Linked DNA regions of Danio rerio: region 1 is linked to region 2. Evidence: chromatin contacts called from public HiChIP or PLAC-seq data. All regions are on one chromosome and are shown on one strand. Each heading gives the region's core, a stretch centred on a gene start, on an enhancer-like site or on the middle of the called end of the contact. The rest is flanking DNA. Distances are from core to core; before and after follow the strand shown. Region 1 holds the start of slc27a4 (solute carrier family 27 member 4). Region 2 holds the start of sardh (sarcosine dehydrogenase).

Evidence for each region. HiChIP or PLAC-seq counts read pairs in DNA pulled down with a chosen protein or histone mark.
Region 1: an H3K4me3 HiChIP or PLAC-seq map of embryo shows a contact between it and region 2, with 6 times the contacts expected there. The contact joins the promoter of slc27a4 here to the promoter of sardh in region 2. A contact is called at or near these places in 3 of 18 Hi-C or Micro-C datasets (caudal fin, embryo and hematopoietic stem cells) and 1 of 4 datasets of contacts at active chromatin or transcription factors (embryo).

Annotation. Positions count from the first base shown.
Region 1 is chr10:11,370,351-11,374,220 of GRCz12tu, reverse strand. slc27a4 (solute carrier family 27 member 4) reads right to left here and starts at 1,384. Exons shown (of 13, transcript NM_001017737.1): 1 at 1,095-1,384. It overlaps swi5 (SWI5 homologous recombination repair protein), which reads right to left. Exons shown (of 5, transcript NM_001326527.1): 5 at 2,963-3,692. The coding sequence ends at 3,628.
Region 2 is chr10:11,042,485-11,046,606 of GRCz12tu, reverse strand. It overlaps sardh (sarcosine dehydrogenase), which reads right to left and starts at 1,925. Exons shown (of 22, transcript NM_001326686.1): 1 at 1,792-1,925; 2 at 750-947.

The DNA.
Region 1 (3,870 bases), core at 135-2,634, 330 kb before region 2:
ATCTTAGTTAAAAAAGACTTTCACTTGCCCTATCAAAAAATAATTAAAATTAAATACATTCAATGATACAATAATAATAATTTAGTTTGAATATTTCTTTTTGTAATTTCTAAATAAATCCATTCACAAACTCTATAACCCTTAACAAGAATAGAACAAAACATAGCTGTCAGTTACTTCAGCCTACAATAATAATGATTTAATAATAAAAATATAGGTCAGGTCAGTATCATCATAAGTAAATAAATGTAGAACTTTTAAGCAAATGTTAATTAAAAGCTTTTTGAAAATAAAAAGTTAAAAGCTTTATCGAGATGAATTGCTGTCAATTGTATGGGTGTAAATGGCCAGAGTAGGTTGCTATACATGAACACAGAAAAATTAAGACTTGTTGAAAAATATGTAAGACCTACAACACATGTCAGTAGATTTAAGACTTTTTAAAGCCTAAAATTTAGCTTTTAGAGATTTAAGACATTTTAAGACCCTGTAGACACCCTGTTCAGAGACCTAAAAGTTAACGTTAACCTATTTTTTGGTAATTGGGAGTTTAACATATTCAGAAATGTTTCCCAGCTCATTGCGCCTAAGAGTTCAGGATTCAGGTCGATTTGTGAACGAATCCATTCGCTTTAATGACTCGGTTGAAAAGATCCGACTCAAAAGAATGCTTCGCTCGCGAATCGGACATCACTACAGCAATGCAGTACACTGAGCTTCACTCTACAGTTACAATCACAAAACACGTTGTATGAAATTCAACTCGTACAGTCAGGCAATTAATTATATTATGCGTTTATACGATCGGTTATATTTGCTATGCGTGTTTCATACTGAAAAGGCCAGTGCGCATGAATGACATCCTATTTCCCTTTAGCTGGATTATGAGCAATTACACTGCTACACATGACACGGCATCCATCGGCAAACATAAGCAGAACACAATGCATATTGACGCTATAGTAAAATCAGTAAATTCATCTTTAACAAGCAACTGACAGCTCGCTATCATGACGATTAATGATACAGGAGATTCCGGAAATGACTAATGGCTAAAATATTTGAAATGTTGGTGTTTGTGGTCCGGGAAATACCTCGATTTTGGTCTTCTCTGTCACAATAACGTGTGTATTATGGCAGAAGGGGAACCTGTTCCGTACGATCCCACCTTGATCGGCTTAAGCGAAACCTCCACCGTTTACCTGCGCTGATACACACGCGCCGGTGTGTAACGGCCACTCGCCCGCCTTTTACCTATTTCCGCGGCTCCTATGGTAGACTTTGCTCCCGTTTATTTCATTTTTTCACTCTTATCTGTTATCGCTTCATTGTGGGGATAGCATGTAGCGCTGGTAATTCCAATGACCTTATAATTTTCTTACTTGCGCCCGCCTCCTCGCTATTCGCCGGTGCTGTGTGTACACATTGAATGACAGCGCTTTAAACCAATCGTGCTCTCAGAGCGCAGCCTTTTCGCTGTTGAAAGGCGGGGCTTAAAGTCCTGTCAAGGAAATGTGGCCCAGCCAGCGAATCATCACGACAGTTTCCACCCGGTAGTTGCAAAGCAGCTCTGCGGGACCATGAGGCATGATGGAGGAGGAGAACGAGAGCTATTGTCAGACATCTGTCCATCTGCAAGCCATTGTACTGGCAAAGACAGCTGTTTGTGAAAATTAAAAGAACGTAATGCACATGATAATACTAATGTGTAAGGAGACAGGATTTTAACTGAAATATATAGCAAAAGGACACGAGACTGTTGGTTTCATTCAAAATGCATGAATTGCAAACATTTCTATTTTAGTTTGAAGTATGTATTTTTTTTTCTGTGAAATTATTTTGACTATACTCCTGATTGCATGTAGCATTCGATACAAGTTAATTCACAGAAACAAACTGTGTATAATCGCTTATCTAAATGTAGCTCCTAAAACAACTTACCTATGTAGCTGACGTCACAAACCCCATTTATTTTTTCAGTTTGCATTTTAATGTTAACATGATTTGCCTAACAAATTACTTTCCACTGTGTTTCTTTGTACTGGTCACAACATTCATATATTTTTTTAGAATGGTCGATGAAAATCATGTGAGATAACAGTAACAAAAATTGATTTCATGTGGTATAAACACTTCACTGTGGATATCATGTTAGACAGCACCAGTGGTGGAAAGTCATGAAAAATCATACTCAAGTAAAAGTATAATTACTTACTTAATAATGTAGTGCAAGTAGAGTAAAAGTATCTGCTGTAAATATTACTCAAAGTATGAGTAAAAAGTAGCCCTTTAAGAAGTATTACACTGTGAAAAGGTGATGTTTTTACATGCAATTTATGCATGTGTGTGTGTAAACGTAACATTTTGACTATTTGACGATTTCAGTCATCGTACAGTAAACATTCGCCACCATCAATGGCATTCAGTCTAAACAGTCATTGCGTGTAAAGATTTTGGACATCATCTTCCTGGATACTTTCCAAACATATCTTCAAATTGTTCATAATAATGAAAAATTATTATTATTTGATAGGACTGGAATCAAAGAATTGATTTAATAATTTGTTTATCCCCATAGACAAGAAAAAAATTAAGTAATTACGCAGGTTGAAATAAAGTAGTGGAGTAAAAGTAGCGATATTGCACTAAAAGTGTATTCAAGGGAAAGTAAAAGTACACATTTTTAAAACTACCTAATAAATTACTAATCCTAAGAACAAAAAACTCAAGTACAGTAATTGGAGTATTTATAATTTGTTACTGGACAGCACAAATCAGTTTACAACTGTATAGTGATATGTACATTATCTACTATCAGCAAAGCAGATTTTTTATCTATGCAATCCAAAAATATTGAGACACAGGCCATAATTTATCTATCATAACTAGCTTATGGTGTACTTAGTTCACCTTTAGCACAGCTGGGACAGCTACGCAACATAACACATTAAGCAACCTCACAAATACTGCTTAAATTTATTTCATTAACTTTCAAATAAATGCATTTATTGGTAAAACAAAAATAATAATAACAATAATAAAGCAGAATTTATGACACAGTACTTCCCTAAAGGAACAGTTCACCCATAAATGAACCTTTCATCATTGTGCCAAATCTGACTTCCTTTCATTTGGAGAGCCCAAAATGAGACGTTTCGAAAAATGTTCATGTTGCTCTTTTCCATACAACGTGAGCAACTTCAAAGCTACATGTCATCTCGTTTTGGATTTCAAATCAAAATAAAAGGTAAGGAATTCATGACAGACATTGAATTTTTAAACAAATTTTCCTCTAATTCACCAGATTTGGATGACAACACAATGGCCATAGACACCTTTTCATGCACAATAATCTCGCGTGCATGATATCACGTCGCCTTTGGCATGAACACAATATGAGTAAAACGATGCTCAGAGAAAAACGTCAAACCAATTCTTATCACAGTGTTAACAAAAGACCTTTTTATTTCTTTGAAGGTTTGTATGTAAAATTAAATCAGAGTTAATTCAGACAGAAACTTCTTAATTAGGCTCATTCAGCCCAATAGCATGAAGAAAACACTGGTGTGTTCTGTATAAATACAAAGATATAACACTAACAGTATTATGAGGCCCTTCCAATCTCTGTCAGTCATCCAACTCAAGGCCAAAGTGACTGTACAAGTCTCGTGTGGTCACTCCACGCAGGCCGGCTGTAGGAAACACAGAGAGACAGTTGTCTTTATCAATGGTCACATGGGGAAAAATGACCCCCTCCAGCCCTCAGAGCAGCTGAAGTCACTGTGAGGCCGGAGAAACTCAGCATGCTGGGAGTCTAAAAGGGTCCATTATCTTACAGAATGCAGCGGTAATACCAGAGGATGCCATTAT
Region 2 (4,122 bases), core at 676-3,175:
ATTTGAAATTTAAACAAATTGCATATATATATATATATATATATATATATATATATATATATATATATATATATATATATATATATATATATATATATATATGTGTGTGTGTGTGTGTGTGTGTGTTCTATGTATCTTTATTATTATTACTGTTATTGATAATTTTCACAAGTAGTTGCTCACCAGACAAGCATCATGTGAGACAGCTTATCTTACTCTAATCACTTTTGAATCAAATATGGCAAAAGAAAAGTCTGTTAAACAGAAAACCTTTTTCATAAAGGTTTTAAAGATACATGTTTACTAGAGAAATCGTAATGTTTTATTTTAATTTCTCATTTTATTATATTTTAAAACAATGCATTTATATTTTACGCATTCTTACAAAGTATATGCAAATATGGATTACATGCACGTTTTATACGCATTGCACTTAACTGCAAAACTGGTCACTTCGAAAATGATCAACATGACCAACTTGTTTTTGCAAAAGGTGACAAAACCTAATATTTTGTATACTAATTATAAGCATTGCAATTCACAAGTTATGCAACTCAAACACAGTTAAAGTGCATCAAACTAATAACATGTCTGTAAAAAACTATCGTGCAAACATTTCAGATATAGTTCACACGTTTTGTAAAACTGAAGTAATGCACTGAAAAAGAATACACGCGACCATAAAACTAGCAGCGTGTGAAGCAGGTCGGTAGTTCTGTGGTAAACTGTCACTCGCATATTGAACTTACTTGAAGAGCGAAAGTCCTGCTTTTTAACTGCTTCCTCAAGAGTGTGTAAGTTGTTACTTTCATAAACAGAGCAGCTGGTGCTCAAATATGGCTGTTTGCTGACCGAGCATGAGGACGAACACAGCTGTGGTGGTGAACTTCAGAACTGCAGATGCGGCGGAAGGAGCAAAACAAACCAAGCAGAGTGCTGCGACGTGTCTACTGAGAACTTTAGACAAATCGCATGATTAAAAAAAAAAAAAAAGATTTCTTAACACTTCACCGCGAATTAGTGGGGTTTCATGCATAGTCGGGTTTCTACGTTCATACGTATTGCAGATTGAATGACGTTCAAATTTGCATAGCATTATACCGAGGTCGATCAGACAGGTAATCAACATCATATGCGAATATACGATGATTGTTTTTCAGGAAAGTAAAACTTACGATACATAAACACTCAAACTATTTCATTTTATCTCAAATATGTTAAATCATTTTAATGATGTTTATTGATAACAAACGGTTATGGCATTCCCATGTGAAAAAAAATATGTATATTGTTTTAAACCGTACTACAGTAAATGTATCAGTGTGTGTAGGATCTATATTAACAATATTTGAATAATGCTGTGATATGCTGTATAGATTTATCTTTCTGAAACTGAAAACTATAATCATGCTAGCCTATTTTACGTTTTTACAACAGTAAACTGTAAAACTGTATTGTATATAGTTGTAGAAAGCTTAATACAGTATTGGGTCATTTATATTAGCGTACTATAATTGTTGTTTAACCACAGAAACTATAAAATTACCACAGCATAATAAGTACTGTTCTATAGTATGGATCAAAAACTCTAAATATAAAGTACTATAGTATTTTCTTTTTTTAAGTGGGTTAATTTACATTTACGATTCTTTTTTTTAAGTGAAAGGTTTAAAGTGGGTTATAACTGTACATACTGCATATTTTCAAAAGGACACTGATAATAAATGTCTTAGAAGGCGACTCGCTAGGTTATGAGATTCTCAGAGTTCCAACAATGCATGCATTGCTTACCTGTCAAATGAATATATCCACTTGAGAAAAGGAAAAAAACACAAGAAATGAATTTGCTGTTGCAGACTTGGTGCTGCTGTTTAGTGCACAAGGCAGCTTAAATGTTGTGTTGCCTGCAGCTGAGATCTTTTGGCTGGAAACTGCCAAATAGACATGATAACCTCAGAGTACACTCTCCACCCACCAACAGAGGTCTAATTGTAGTTCTAATTTAAAGGTGGAATGAATTGTATTGTGAGTATATACATACAGTTAGTTAACCTACATACATACATACTATATATATATATATATATATATATATATATATATATATATATATATATATATATATATATATATATATATATATACGCACAGTAGGTAGCACTGTTGCCTCACAGCAAGAAGGTCGCTGGTTCGAACCTCGGCTCAGTTGGGGTTTCTTTGTGGAGTTTGCATGTTCTCCCTGCGTTCGCGTGCGTTTCCTCCGGGTGCTCCGGTTTCTCCCACAGTCCAAAGACATGCAGTACAGGTGAATTGGGAAGGCTAAATTGCCCGTAGTGTATGAGTGTCTATGTGTGTGTGTGGATGTTTCCCAGAGATGGGTTGCGGCTGAAAGGGCATCCGCTGCAGAAAAACGTGCTGGATAAGTTGGCGGTTCATTCTGCTGTGGCAACCTCGGATTAACAAAGGGACTAAGCTGACAAAAAAATGAATGTATATAATGTATAATATATATAACATACAAATATATATATATATATATATATATATATATATATATATATATATATATATATATATATATATATATATATATATATATATATATATTATACATGCAGTTGAAGTCAAGTTATTAGAAATCAGTTATTAGAAATGAGTTATTATAACTTTTATGTTTAGAAATGTGTTGAAAAAAAATCTTCTCTCCGTTAAACAGATATTGGGAAAAAATAAATAAACGGGAGACTAGTAATTCTGAAATTTTGACTTCATCTGTATATATATATATATATATATATATATATATATATATATATATATATATATATATATATATATATATATATACACGTATGTGTGTGTGTGTGTGTGTGTGTGTGCTTACTACATGTTATTACTACCGCTACCCATCTTAAAGATTATTAATATTTTCTAAATAAATAAATGTGCTCAGTGTCATGTGGAGACTCAGCTGTTAAGTTTTTCCTTTGAGCAAATCACAATTAGAGCAGAAAGACTGAACTCAGACATCTGTTACATGCAGATGCAGACATACTCAGCACATGCATGACGACATGGACGAATGAGCTGAAGTGTTCCCAATAAATCCATGGCCCCTGCAACATCACAAGACCAAAAACAAATACATTTGAGACAATGTTTATAATGCATAAAGGAGTTTCTCAGGGTTCAGTGTTCGGCTCCACGATTTTTGATAACATTTGTCCCCTGTTTTTTTTACAATTTTTTTTCTGTCATTGACAGAATTGCTGCCTTAATCTTTTAAATTTAATTAAATCTTGCAAATTATTCAACATCAAGTTAAAGCTTGTATAACTAAGAAGCTGAAAAATTTATTAACATTTTTTTTAAATAAGCTGAAGCTGCAAAATCATATCTTGTCATTACTTATTTTTAGCATGTTAATTGTATACCAATATTGTGGTGTGTTCTACAAGAAAATACTGTTTTAGTCTTTCTATTTTTACTCAGCATGTTTTTGTTTCTTTTTTTTCTTTTTTTGCAGTTTCGTTGTATTATTTATTACCTTAACTATAAATTTCTGTTAGATAGATTTAATAGAATAATATAATATTAATAGAATATATTAATAGTTATTTTTAGTGCAGTAAATGCTGGGGCTTAGATCTGTATTCAATTGCTTTGCTCAAACAGAAACAACACCAGCCTTTTCCATGAACTTTGGCCATTATTGGCTGACCTATTTCTACATACGCAAAACAGAAAGAAAGCATCCATGAGTGCTTGAAGATTCGACCAAAACCTTCCCTATCTGAGACAACCAATCAGAGGAGGTTTCGACAGCTCCACCCCAGACAACAAATATGACAACACACTGGATGAAGCAATGTGAGAAACCTATCTGTGACAACTCCCACACTACAGCTCACATATTACACTCCATCCATACTGCAGATCTAAGGTTTGAACAGTTTATATCACATACTACTCTCAGACAGATCAAAATCAGCTGATTAGGCATTTAAGATGCTGTCTCTGTGTTTAATCACAGCCATTGATTGAGTGTCATTTGATAACGGAGTCTAGAGGCAATGCTGTGTCCCAAGATACAGGGTTCAGCAGGGTTATGGAAGGAAACCT